2 separate regions of the Macaca mulatta genome follow, and region 1 is linked to region 2. A link is a contact called in public Hi-C data. All regions are on one chromosome and are shown on one strand. Each heading gives the region's core, a stretch centred on a gene start, on an enhancer-like site or on the middle of the called end of the contact. The rest is flanking DNA. Distances are from core to core; before and after follow the strand shown. Region 1 holds the start of TBC1D14 (TBC1 domain family member 14). Region 2 holds the start of GRPEL1 (GrpE like 1, mitochondrial).

Evidence for each region. A called contact is a pair of places that touch in the nucleus more often than the background predicts.
Region 1: a contact with region 2 is called in a Hi-C map of cortical neurons, with 2.2 times the contacts expected there. The contact joins the promoter of TBC1D14 here to the promoter of GRPEL1 in region 2. A contact is called at or near these places in 3 of 14 Hi-C or Micro-C datasets (blood, cortical neurons and liver).

Annotation. Positions count from the first base shown.
Region 1 is chr5:6,125,457-6,131,304 of T2T-MMU8v2.0, reverse strand. It overlaps TBC1D14 (TBC1 domain family member 14), which reads left to right and starts at 3,727. Exons shown (of 13, transcript XM_078003141.1): 1 at 3,727-4,129.
Region 2 is chr5:5,965,165-5,970,801 of T2T-MMU8v2.0, reverse strand. It overlaps GRPEL1 (GrpE like 1, mitochondrial), which reads right to left and starts at 1,633. Exons shown (of 4, transcript NM_001261551.1): 1 at 1,542-1,633. The coding sequence starts at 1,603. It overlaps LOC114678233 (a long non-coding RNA gene), which reads left to right and starts at 4,374. Exons shown (of 3, transcript XR_013417744.1): 1 at 4,374-5,621.

The sequences.
Region 1 (5,848 bases), core at 2,478-4,977, 160 kb before region 2:
AAACTGTGGTGAACACTTTTTGACAACAGTCTGCCTCAGTTTGGGGATAATTTTATATAAGGATGGCTCCCTTCAGTTCTGTTATGAGACCGAAGGAATTCTGTGTGTTAGAATGTTTTGTTCGTGCCTCCTTTTGTGGTACCCATGCCTTTGCCCTGTGGTGAATGTACGGCTACTAGGAGTTCCGGCTCCCTGAATTTGCTGCTCAGAATGGACTGCAAGCTAGGACACAGGTAACTGCCTTTGTTAACTGTGAGACGCCAGCGGCTGGGCTCTGGTGCGCGGGCCTGAGTGCTGCTGCTTGCCACCAAGTGCAGAGGTTCTCCGCAGCTCCCCTGCTTACTTGGCACTTTGCCATTTCGGTGGCTCTTGCTGTCTTCTGTGTGCCTGAGGTTTCTGATCTCTAGCCATCTGGGCTATTCCTGCCTTTGCTTTTTTTTCTCATACTGCTCAATTTCCAGAACCAACAAGAGAAACCTCAATTCCAGGCATTGTGTCCTAAAAACGAGAAGTCCTGTCTCCATGGTGAAGGAGATGACACTCCAAGTTATGGAGGCAGAAAGGATCTGCTTCTTCATGGACTCCTGAGAGCCCTTGGGCCAAAGGGAAGCTCTTTGGAAAAAATTAATGCTTCTCAATCTGCCCCTGCCCCATAGGGATGGGCCCATTGCCCAGTTGAGCTCCTTGTGTGGCATCACAGCTGCTGTTACTTTCATTCATGCTGTCGCCCTTGGTGACTCTGAACAGGAGCCGGGGCAAGGGGATTGGGAAGGAGGATGGAGACTGGGCAGCAGCTTTTGGACGCGGGGGTCGAGCTGGGAGCTCTGGGCTAAGTGACCTCACCGCCTGGGGCCTGTTTCCTTGCCTGGAAAAGGAGAATCCAGGTGCCAGCTTGGCAGCTTGTGTGGATCAACTGTGATAATAGAGATGAATCAGCCAGCACAGCCCAGGGCACTGGGATGACTCCAGGTAGAGACACAGGTACCAGCAAGAGTCACGCATCCATTCCACAATGGAGCTCACATCTAGGGGCTGAGAAAGAGCTGGGACAAAAATGTGTGTTGGGGAAACTAGATGGATCCCCGGTATCTCCTGAGACGCAGGCAGGCTCGGCAGCGCAGGAAGCCTCTGGCCTTATTGTGTGCACACCTCCCACTGCCCCTGAGCTTGGGCCATTCCGCACACCTCTCTGTGGGCCTCAGTTCTCCCTCTGAGTAGTCAGAGGGGACCTGATGTTCTCTAAGGGTCCTGCCAGCTCTCACACCTGGTGATGACTCTCCCGAGACATGCCTCTGGTCAGATAACCGTTTTCCTTGCAAGGGGACAAGGCTGCATTTTTCTTTTTTTTTTTTTTTTTTGAGACAGGGTCTCGCTCTGTCACCCAAGCTGGAGTGCAGTGGTGTGATCTTGGCTCCCTGCAACCTCCGCCTCCTCAGCTCAAGCGATCCTCCTGCCTCAGTCTCCCAAGTAGCTGGGACTACAGGTGTGTGCCACCAAGGCCAGCTAATTTTTTTATTTTTTATTTTTATTTTTTGGTAGATGGGGGGTTTTGCCATGTCACCCAGGCTGGTCTTGAACTCCTGGACTCAAGACATCTGCCCACCCTGGCCTCCCAAAGTGCTGGGATTACAGGCATGAGCCACAGTGCTAGGCCAAGGCTGCATTTTCAAGATACCACCTGTCTGTCTGTCCTGGAAGCCCTAAAACAGCAGTTGTGGGCTGTGGGTCACCCTGGTGTCCCTAGCACCCAGCACGAGCGGACACCGAGTGGGTGCTCACGGCTGTCTTCCATGGACACTGGGAAAGGCATTCCCCTCCCCAACTCCAAGGTGAGCTGGCCCCTCCTGCCTAGCAAGCTTTGGGAGGCTCCGAGGTCAGGCTGGAAAAGGTCCCTCAATGCGGTGTCTGAGGAGAGGGGGGGCGTGCTAAGAGTTCTCCAAACATGCTAGATACTGTCATTTAATTTAGACTTGTTTAAACCTCACTACAACTCAACTTGGGAGGTGCAGACGCCATGTTTCTTGTACATATGGGAGGGTTGGGGCGGAGCAGGGGAGGCTTCCTGGAGACTTGAGGAGTTAGCCAGCCCGGGGGCTCCCATGCGGAGGTCCTTTGCCTGGAACGGATGAGAGGGCGCTAAGAGGCCTGGCTTTTGTCCACACTAAGCGATGGCTTTACTTGGGGGAGATAATCCTTCTGGTAACCTCAGGTAGAGTCTGCATGCGGAATGAGATGGCTTCATCTAGCCAGTTATGATGGGGGTCGACGTCCAAGGACCAGTTTAGCAGCCAGCAGAGCTGAGATCCAGGGCTTACTGCCCTGATCCCGGGATTACCTGCACATCAGAGATGAAGGTGAGGGAGGTGCTAAGAGGTGAAGTGGCCACCCACAGCCACATGACTAAATCCTGTTCGCCGTGTTCTTAATTTTGTCAGACTCAAGTTGCAATGAAGATTTGTCTAGAACATGTCTGGGCGCTGAGGGCAACAGGTAAGGCGTGGGTCAAATCACGCTGCAGGTGCAGGTGATGACAGGCTCCGGGAGAGAAGGGGTGGGCACAGCAGGATGACCAGTGAGGAAAAGGCAGGCAGAGGGCGCCAGGTGCAAATCTGCAGGACCACAGACTTTGGTTCTGGATACAGAACAATGGTTCCTTGTCATTGTAGGGCTTTAGACCCTAAGACTCAGAATTAGGGCTGGAAGGGATTTGGGAGCCCCAAGCAGATCTATTAATCCAACGCATTAAATTGCTAATTAAGTCACGACTGAAGCAGTCTGTACTTTTCCACTAGGGTTTACTTAGAAAAAGCTGGGGAGGCCTTGTTTTAAGAGGTATGAAGGAGGCCTCGTATTATTTTTACTTAAAACCCCCAGAAATTTAAGCATTTATAAAGCTTCTATGATGCAGCACTGCGAGGGATGTTAATGTTTGCTTTCAAGAGATGGCCTTTAAAAATCCCTCTTGCTTCTGCGTCATATCTCATAGATGGTGAGGGTTTTTACAGCCACGAGCTGGAGGGGAGACCCAAGTTCGGGGTTCCCTAGCCCATCCCTAAAGACCGCAGCAGAGACAGATCTTCCATTTCATGCTTCCAGATGCTTCCTGTAATGGGAAAACTCCTCCTGCCCCTGACCTGAATGGCTGAGTCTTCCGTTAGATTGGGCTGTAGTCAGTCTCTCCCGGGTTTCCTCTCTGGTAATTTATCTGCCAATGACAACCCTCAGGGCTCCCGGTTGGCAGGAGCCAAAGCCAAGTGGAAATCCAGGCCTTCTGGTTCCCAGCGCTGGGTCTCTCCTCTTGCCCTCAAGTCCCCAGAATCTAAGGACAACCCAATAAACAGTCAAATACCTACTACTTGCCAGGTCCAGGGAAAATAGCAGTAAACAAGATAATCCCGGCTTTCCTCATGGAACCCACAGTCTAGAAGGGGAATGAAGACCCAGTGCCCGTCAACAGGGGCTTCTGTCTACCAACTTGTGGAGGGCCCTGGGGCAGGGAACCCGGTTTCTGCCCCTCTCAGCTACTGACCCACCCGGGTCCTTGGGCGAAGGGCTTCATCTCTGAGTTCGTTTCCCGCTTTGTACAATGGCTATGATCATAGATCCCGTCTCTGGAGTTTGTGCAATGTTGAAGCCAAAGATGTAGATAACGCCAGGCCAGTGGCTTCCAAATCCGCGTGCACATTACACAGCTTCCTAAACTGATGATGCTTCCATCTCATCTTCAGAGACTGTCACTTAATCGGCCTGGGCTTCGGAATATTAAGAGCTCTGCAGGCAATGCTAAAGTGCAGACCAGTTTGGGAATTACAGCGCCAGGCACTGTGTCACAGCGCGATTACGAGAGAACGTTCGGAAAAGCCCTTTATAGATTGAGACTGAGGCCGGCTGGGAGGACGCCACGGCGCCGCTCCCAAGACCACTGCGGCGGGGCCTGAGCCCCGGTGTCACGCAGACCTTCCCTTCCGCGGCGGGGCCCGGGCTGTCTCCGGCACACCGGCCGGGACAGGGGCGCCCCATCGATGCGCTCCGCCGCTCGGCTCCCTACGCCTGAGCCCTGCCCGCTCGAGCCCCTTCCCCCTCCCGGCCGCTTCCCACTTCCAAGATGGCTGCGGGTACAGCCGACCAGGTAAGGGGGCCTCTGTCGGATGTCCGCGGGGGCTCTGCGGGCACAAAGGCCCGCTCAACGCAGTCCCTCGCCACTCCGGTTGGTTCTCGGGAGAAAAAAGGGCTGGCGACGCCGCTCCGGAGGCCCGCGGCGGGCGGCCCCCGGAAGAGGGACAGTCGGGCGAGCGCCGAGCTCTAGACGCGGCGGCACGGGCGGAAGAGCGGGCGCGGGCCGGCAGGGGCGGGGCGCAAGTGCGTGGGGGCGTGTTCAGGGGCGGGCGAGGGGGCGGGGCGAAGCGAGGGTGCGCGCCGCTGTTCGCCGCGGGCTGCTCGCGCGCACCTGCGGGCCGGACCGGCTGCCTACCGCGCGCCCGGCGTCTTCGCAGCGCGAGTTGCGGGTCCTGCGGGGTCTGGGCTGCGGGCCCGCGGGTCCCGGGGATGGCGTCGGAGCCGCGCTAACTCCGGTACTGAGAGCCTCCCGCGGGGGACGGGCCGCGGGCCGCGGGCCGCGAGGGAGGGCAGGGCGCGCGGGGCCGCCACCTGCTGCAGCGCCGGCCGAGGCGGGGAGCGGCCGGGGCGAGGCGGGTCGCCGGGCGCGGGTCCTGCTGGGTGTCCCTCGCCGCGCGGCCGCGGCTTCTGCACGCCAGGGCAGCGCGTGCGTGACGCCCGGGGTGCCGTCGCGGGGCCTCCGGGGCTGGGGCGACGCTCGGGACTCGGCGGCCCTCGCGGAGGCGCGCGCTGTGTCCCGCTCCTTTCCCGGAACTTGACGAAAAGTTTTCCTCCTCCGACGCGAGGCTCCCGGCCTGAGAGGAGGCGGCTGGGTGCGCCAGACCCCGACCCCGGAGTCCCCTTCCACCTCGGACGCTCAGCCCCCAGGGCAGCGGACCCTCCTCCTTGGAGCCCCTGACCCCCCTTTCATCTCGGACGCCTCTACCCCTGGAGTCCCTGATCCGCGGAATCCCCTTTCATCTCGGAGCCCAGACCTCCTTGGACCTCCACCCCACGCGAACCCTCTGTCCCTGGGCTAGGGAATCCCCCTGCCTCCGCCTCGGAGACTCCCATTCCCGGGCGGCTGAGACCCTGGCCTGGGGACCCTCTCGGGGCCGGGGTAGCTGCCTTGAGGAGTGAGTCCAGGGACTCCTGGCCCCCTCCCGCCAGGAGTCTCTCTAGGCTGTGGGGCCCGGCCCTGATGGGAACGGCTGGTCAGGAGGATAGGGGAATGACCCTGCGGGTCCCGGAGTGACTGCGCCTGACCAGGCCACGTGAGGTCGTTTCTGTCTTAAAGTTGCATAGGACGCCGTTTTCCCCAGCGTGGAATTGGAAGTTTTGCTTGGAAAGGTTTTATGGGCACCGGTGCCTTTTGACCCTACTGGAGGCCCCGGGGCATCACCTTGGTTATTTCACGCAGTGAGGCTAGCTGAGGAGGGTAGTCGTGGTGGGGTCTTGGGGACAAAATGCTCACTGTCTTGCCCCCAGTATTGTAGGATGTTAGCACCTAGTTACTGTCTTGTCTGGCTTTTATAGAGGTGGGTTGCCTGTTGGAAACTGGTAGTCGCTTTGCCTGGACTGGGCTAGTCCTTAGAGCAGTCTTAGAACACTTCCTGTTGCCCAGTTTATCTGGCCAGTACCAAGCCATATCTCAGTTTGGGTATGGCTTCCCCTCTCCGACCAACCCTCTTACTGCTTCTTTGCTGTGTGTTTGACCCCTTGAGATTGTGGGCTCCACAATCCTAATGAGATC
Region 2 (5,637 bases), core at 384-2,883:
TTGTAAAGACAAACTAGAAATCCTGTGTACTTATTATTATCTCAGATCTGTGGAAAGAAGTGGAGTGGAAGCATCTTACAGTCTTGCCATGGGGGTGGAGAGCGATGACCATTTTATATTTTTACTCTTGTGAATTTAAAAAACTAAGAATTTAAATAAAAACTGAGTATACTGTTGTGAAGCCCACCTCCCTCTCCAGCTGTTCTGCCTGGGGGTGTGACAGCCACCAGCCTTTCTGCAGGTCAGCTCTGCACTGACCCCTTTCCAAAGCACAGCCAACACAAAGTGTGGCCAGGAATGCAACAGGACCCACACCCAGGGCCATCTCGTTCTGCAGAGGGAAACTGAGTCTCAGAAAGCCCAGTAACTACTCTGAGAGCTATGACTACCAGTCAGCTCTCCTCCCTTTCCCTAGTTGAGCATCTTTCCACAGAACTACCATTCTAGAGACAGAAATGATGATGACTCGGTGGTCGCTTTCCTGGCAATTAATTCCAATACAAAACCACCAATTACTTTACCAAATTCTTTTTACTCAAGTATTCCACGTGGGTCGCTGCTCTTGGCTCCTATGTTTTTAAGATATAATTTATTAAGCTCGCACTTACCCCTTAATCACCTCGACTGAAAGTGATCTTCACCTCACCTACCTGCTCTCTTTCAGGGAAAAACCGCTTCTCGCTGCCCAGCTTTTGGCCAATTTGGCCCTCAGTGGCTTCTCTAATCAATAACTTGGTTCTAGGCAGCTCCTCCAGCAAGTACTTGCCATACTAACTTCTGAGGTAGAACTTTTAAAAAGCAGAAGCAGCAGGTTTGAAAAAAAAAAGGGCACTGACTCTCGTGGCCCTCAGGCCCGAAATGTGCGCTTGTCTCAACAAACTCTTCGTCCAGCAGCGGCACAGGCTCGACTGCTCTTTTGATCTCAGACGCTGGAGAAGGTGGAGTGAAGGAATTCGAGGCCGAGTGGAAAAAGCCCGTGAACGGGCAACACGCACCTTGCGACACGAAGTTTCCCGATCACCGCTGTGGCCCCGGCCTCGAGCCGCCGCACGGAAATGAGTAACAGCTCCTGCCTAGGGCACACCCGGCCGGGCTCGGCCTCGCTGCGTGACCTTGGACAAGTCTCGGGCTTCTTTGGTCGCTTTTTCAACCACACAAGTTGCGGCTGCCTCTGCGCCCGTGAGCGCCGAGGTCGTGAACGCGCGCGAGGCGTCGCCGCTGGCCCTGGACCACACGCGCACGTGGACCACCGTACCTTCCGAGCCAGACGCCCCAGTGCTGCGGTACTCTCCTGACACGGCGCCCGCCCACTCCACCCTTCCCGCCCAGGTGGCCATGCTCGGCCTCTCCAAAGCCCCGAACGGAGAGCCTGGCCGCAGAGCAGGCCCCAGCGGGGCGATCCGCGTCCCGCAGCGGGGAACCGCGAGCCTGGGGATGCCCAGCTCCGGGGCCGGGGAGGAGGCCCCGGGGCCAGGAAAGGTCCCCATCGGAGCGGGAGGTCGCGCTCCCACCTCAGCTGAGGGAGGCCAAGTGCCCCTTACCTGAGAGACAACGCCAAAGCCGGAAGACTGCGCCGCGCCAGCCTCACGCACTGAGCCGCCATGATTGCCACTGCCTGCCGCCGCCGTCGCCGCGCACGCACCAAGCGTGCGTGCAGGCAGCTATACCCACTTTTCCGCCCTACTACTTCGCCTCAGCCAATCCGTAACCGCTTTTCCTGTTATGGACAGGCAATAGTCACCAATAATTGTGGGTCACGGAAGAGCATTTCCACCCCCTCGGTGGGCGGGGCCTGAGGCTTACCGGCGGCCGCGAAGAGGTGAAAGGTGAAGTGAGCATTGGGAGGAGCCTCCAGTAGGCGTGGCGATGCCGGGAGGAGCCAATGAGGAGGCAGCGTGAGGGGGTGGGCCCAGAGCCCGGGTTGGGGCGTGCGCGTTGCGAGCCGGCAGGGGCTTCGGAGCCGGGGTTTGGGTAGGAGCCCAGTGCCAGTTTCCCGTTTCCCGGCCTGCACCCGCCAGTGCGCTGACACTCCGGGCCTCCCTTTGCTCTGGGAACGAGCGTGGGGAGCACTGTTCACCCTCACACCCTGGCTCCAGATCGGCGCGGAGCACTCCATGTTTGCTAAATGAAACTGAAGCCTCGGCGCGAGCGCCACCCAAACGGCGGCGCAGGTGCTTGAGAAATAACCGCGGAGGCAACCGCTTGGGAAGGCGCCCCCACCCCGACCCTGCTTCTCCGGGCGCCCGAGGCGGAGAGGAGAAGGCGCTGGGGTCTCCGTCTCAACCAGTGAGTTCTGGTGAAACGGGAAACAAAACCCAGGAAGCAAATGGGACAAAATGTTGGCGGTTTTGATGCTGGATGATGGGCATATGGGCGTGTGTTTTGTACCTTTCTGTTATCTTCAGTTTTCTCAAAACACGAAAAACAGACTAAGAACAGCGTATAGAAAACATTGGGGCACAACTAAAGCTCATAAATGCACACGTCTTCATAACCTGACCGAGGTCCGTGCTGCTGTAGCGCATACCCCCAAGAGCAGAGGTGCTGGAAGAGCAGGGGCGGCGTGTTCTCATGGTCCCGGTGCCGGCCCCCAAGCGGGATTCCCGTGGGAGATAGGGCCTGGCTCCCGCTTCAGCACAGCGTGGCCTGGAGTGCAGTTCTGACTGCCAAGATCTGAGGACTGGAGCCCGTGCCCTCCCCAGGATCCCAGACTTAAGAGTCCCTGCCCTCCCCGGGATCCCAGGGCTCGATCCTGTGCCCTTCCCGGGATCCCGCGGGGGAGCCCATGCTCTCCCCAGGATCCCAGACTTAGAGCCCATGCCCTCCCCAGGATCCCAGGGCGCGAGTTGGTGGCTTCTCAAGTGGTGTGTTGCCTGCTTGTTACATTAGTGAAAGTAGGACCATTTGAGTAAAGGACCAAACTTTTATTCTTTTGCTTTTCTCCCATTGAAACCATTCAACCCATGCTGATTAACACCTACTGTTTGCCAGGTAATATGCCCCTTGCAGAAAGACGCAAAAAAATAAACCCCAAATGTGGGATGTTGTACAGGACAAATGACCTTGTCAATTAATACCAGTAATTAAGATAATAGTATAATTATGATGATAATATAATTAATTGGAGCCTGGAGGAAAAAAAAGAAAGTGGAACTGAACTATTAGAGAATAAACGAGCTTAAAAGATGCCATTGAATTGAATGCGTGGAACTTATTTGGATCATGACACAACAAACCAGCTTAAACGAGGCATTTGAGAGATAGGTGGGGGAAATTGGAATATAAACCGGGTATTAGATGGAAACTGGGAGTTATCGATACTTTTGGTAGGGAGCAGTAACGGCTGGTGGGTAAAATGTCCTAACCTTTAGAGATGCAAACGGAAGTATTTACAGTAAATTGCCCCTATGTCTGGTATTCACTTTGTAAATTCTCCGTGAAAAAAAATTCAAGGACAGGTGAAACACAAGTGGCAATTGTTAGTAATGGTTGAAGCTGGGTGATGAATGCCACAGGAGTTATGACGATTTTCTTTTGCATGTGTTTGTAGTTTTCTGCAATACAATTTATTTTATTTTATATATATATTTTTTGAGACAGAGTCTCATTCTGTTGCCCAGGCTGGAGTGCAGTGGCGCGATCTCGGCTCACTGCAAACTCTGCCTCCCGGTTCAAGTGATTCTCATGCCTCAGCCTCCCTAATAGCTGGCACTACAGGTGTATGCTACCACACTTGGCTAATTTTTTGTCTTTTTGGTAGAGATGGGGTTTCACCATGTTGCCTAGGCTGATCTCGAACTCCTGAGTTCAAGCAGTCTGGCGTCGTCAGCCTCCCAAAGTGCTAGGATTACAGGCATGAGCCACCACGGCCAGCCTTTCTGCAATAAAATTTAAAACAGTGTCTCGGCCGGGCCTGGTGGCTCACTCCTGTCATCCTGGCACTTTGGGAGGCCGAGGCAGGTGGATCATCAGAGGTCAGGAATTCGAGATCAGCCTGGCCAGCATGGTGAAACCCCGTTTCTACTAAAAAACAAAACAAAACAAAACAAAACAAAAATAGCTGGGCATGGTGGCAGGCACCTGTAATCCCAGCTACTGGGGAGGCTGAGGCAGGAGAATCGCTTGAACCCGGGAGGCGGAGGTTGCAGTCAGCTGAGATCTCACCACTGCACTCCAGCCTGGATGACAGCAAGACTCTATCTCAAAAAACAAACAAACAAAACCAAAACAGTATCTCATGTTTCTTATTGGCTGTGACCAAGTAACTTCATTGCTTTCAACCTTGATCTGCTCACCTGTAAAACTGAGACCTTATTATTTGTTGTGAGATTTAAAAGAGAAACATGTTCATTTCCTTCCTCTTTGGGGCTCAGAAGGAATCCGATGGGCGTCTTGCAGCTCCGAGCCTGATGAAGAATTGTAGCTGCTGTGCCTCAAGACAGATAAGCTCAGGTCGTCCCAGTGGGGATGCCACCTTGGGGACTGTGAACCTCCACTGAGGCCAGGCCATGCCGTGTGTCTGTATCCCGAACTGCGGGATTTCTCTGATCCGCCAGGGAAAGGCCTGCCACCTCGTGGCCGCTTCAGGAACTGCTCCAAAGGCAGTCTGCTCTTGGGAACCTACCTGCTTAGGTAGCTCGCTGAGGTCTGGAACCGCAGCACACTGCAAGTTATCTTCACGTGGAGGTGAAGCTGCCTGTATGGAAGACTCTTGGATCAGTCGTCTGAGCACATGTCCAGCAATGGGCATGAGTGGCCTAGCCAGGGACTTGGGGTGCCGGAAGAGCCGACTGTACAGCACGTGGTGCCCCTAGCAAGGATTGGGTGGTGTTTAAAAAGAAAAAAAGGTCGTGCAGATGGTCTGACAGCCTGTCGACCGTGGGCGTGGTGCTCATAGCAGCTGAGCACTGCCGGGGTACCAGGCTGTGTGCTGGGTGCTTCAAAGATGTCCTCTTGTGGATCAGCCCATCTGTGGCGAGGAGGGGACCGGGCTCAGCCAGGTTAGATGTGACTTGCACAAGGTCATGTGGGTGAAAGGAAGGCAGAACTCTTGTGTATTTCTCCTGACTGATCCCAGATTTTGCGTCAGGACTGAAGACAGAACCCACATGTGTCCAGCACCGGGTGATTGCTGCCATGAGCTGCATCGCTGTGATCCCTCGGTGAGGGCATGGATTTTCATCCTTGTATTCAACTTTGAAAGAAGCAAATTTAGAAAGATATGAATATGATGGGCGTGGCAGACAGAATTTTAAAGGTGGGCCCACTGACTCGTACCCCTGGCTGTTCAGTTAAACACTAGCCTAGATGCTGCTGTGCAGGGACTTTGACGAAGGAATGAAAGTCCCAAGCCATCTGACTTTGAGATCAGAGATGATCTGGTGGGCTTGACCTCCTGAGCTTAATGAAAGCAGGGAGCTTTTCCAGCTGTCAGCAGAGAGGAAGGTGTGAGAAAGTCTGGAATTAACATTGCTGGTTTGAAGGAGGAAGGGGTTGTGTGAGAAGGTGTGTGGGTGACTTATAGGAGCAGGGAGTGGACCCCAGGCCTGCAGCCACCAGGAGCTGGACTTTCGGGGCCACCTGAATGCACCTGGAAGTGGATTCTCCCCCAGAGCCTCCAGGTAAGAGCTCATCCCT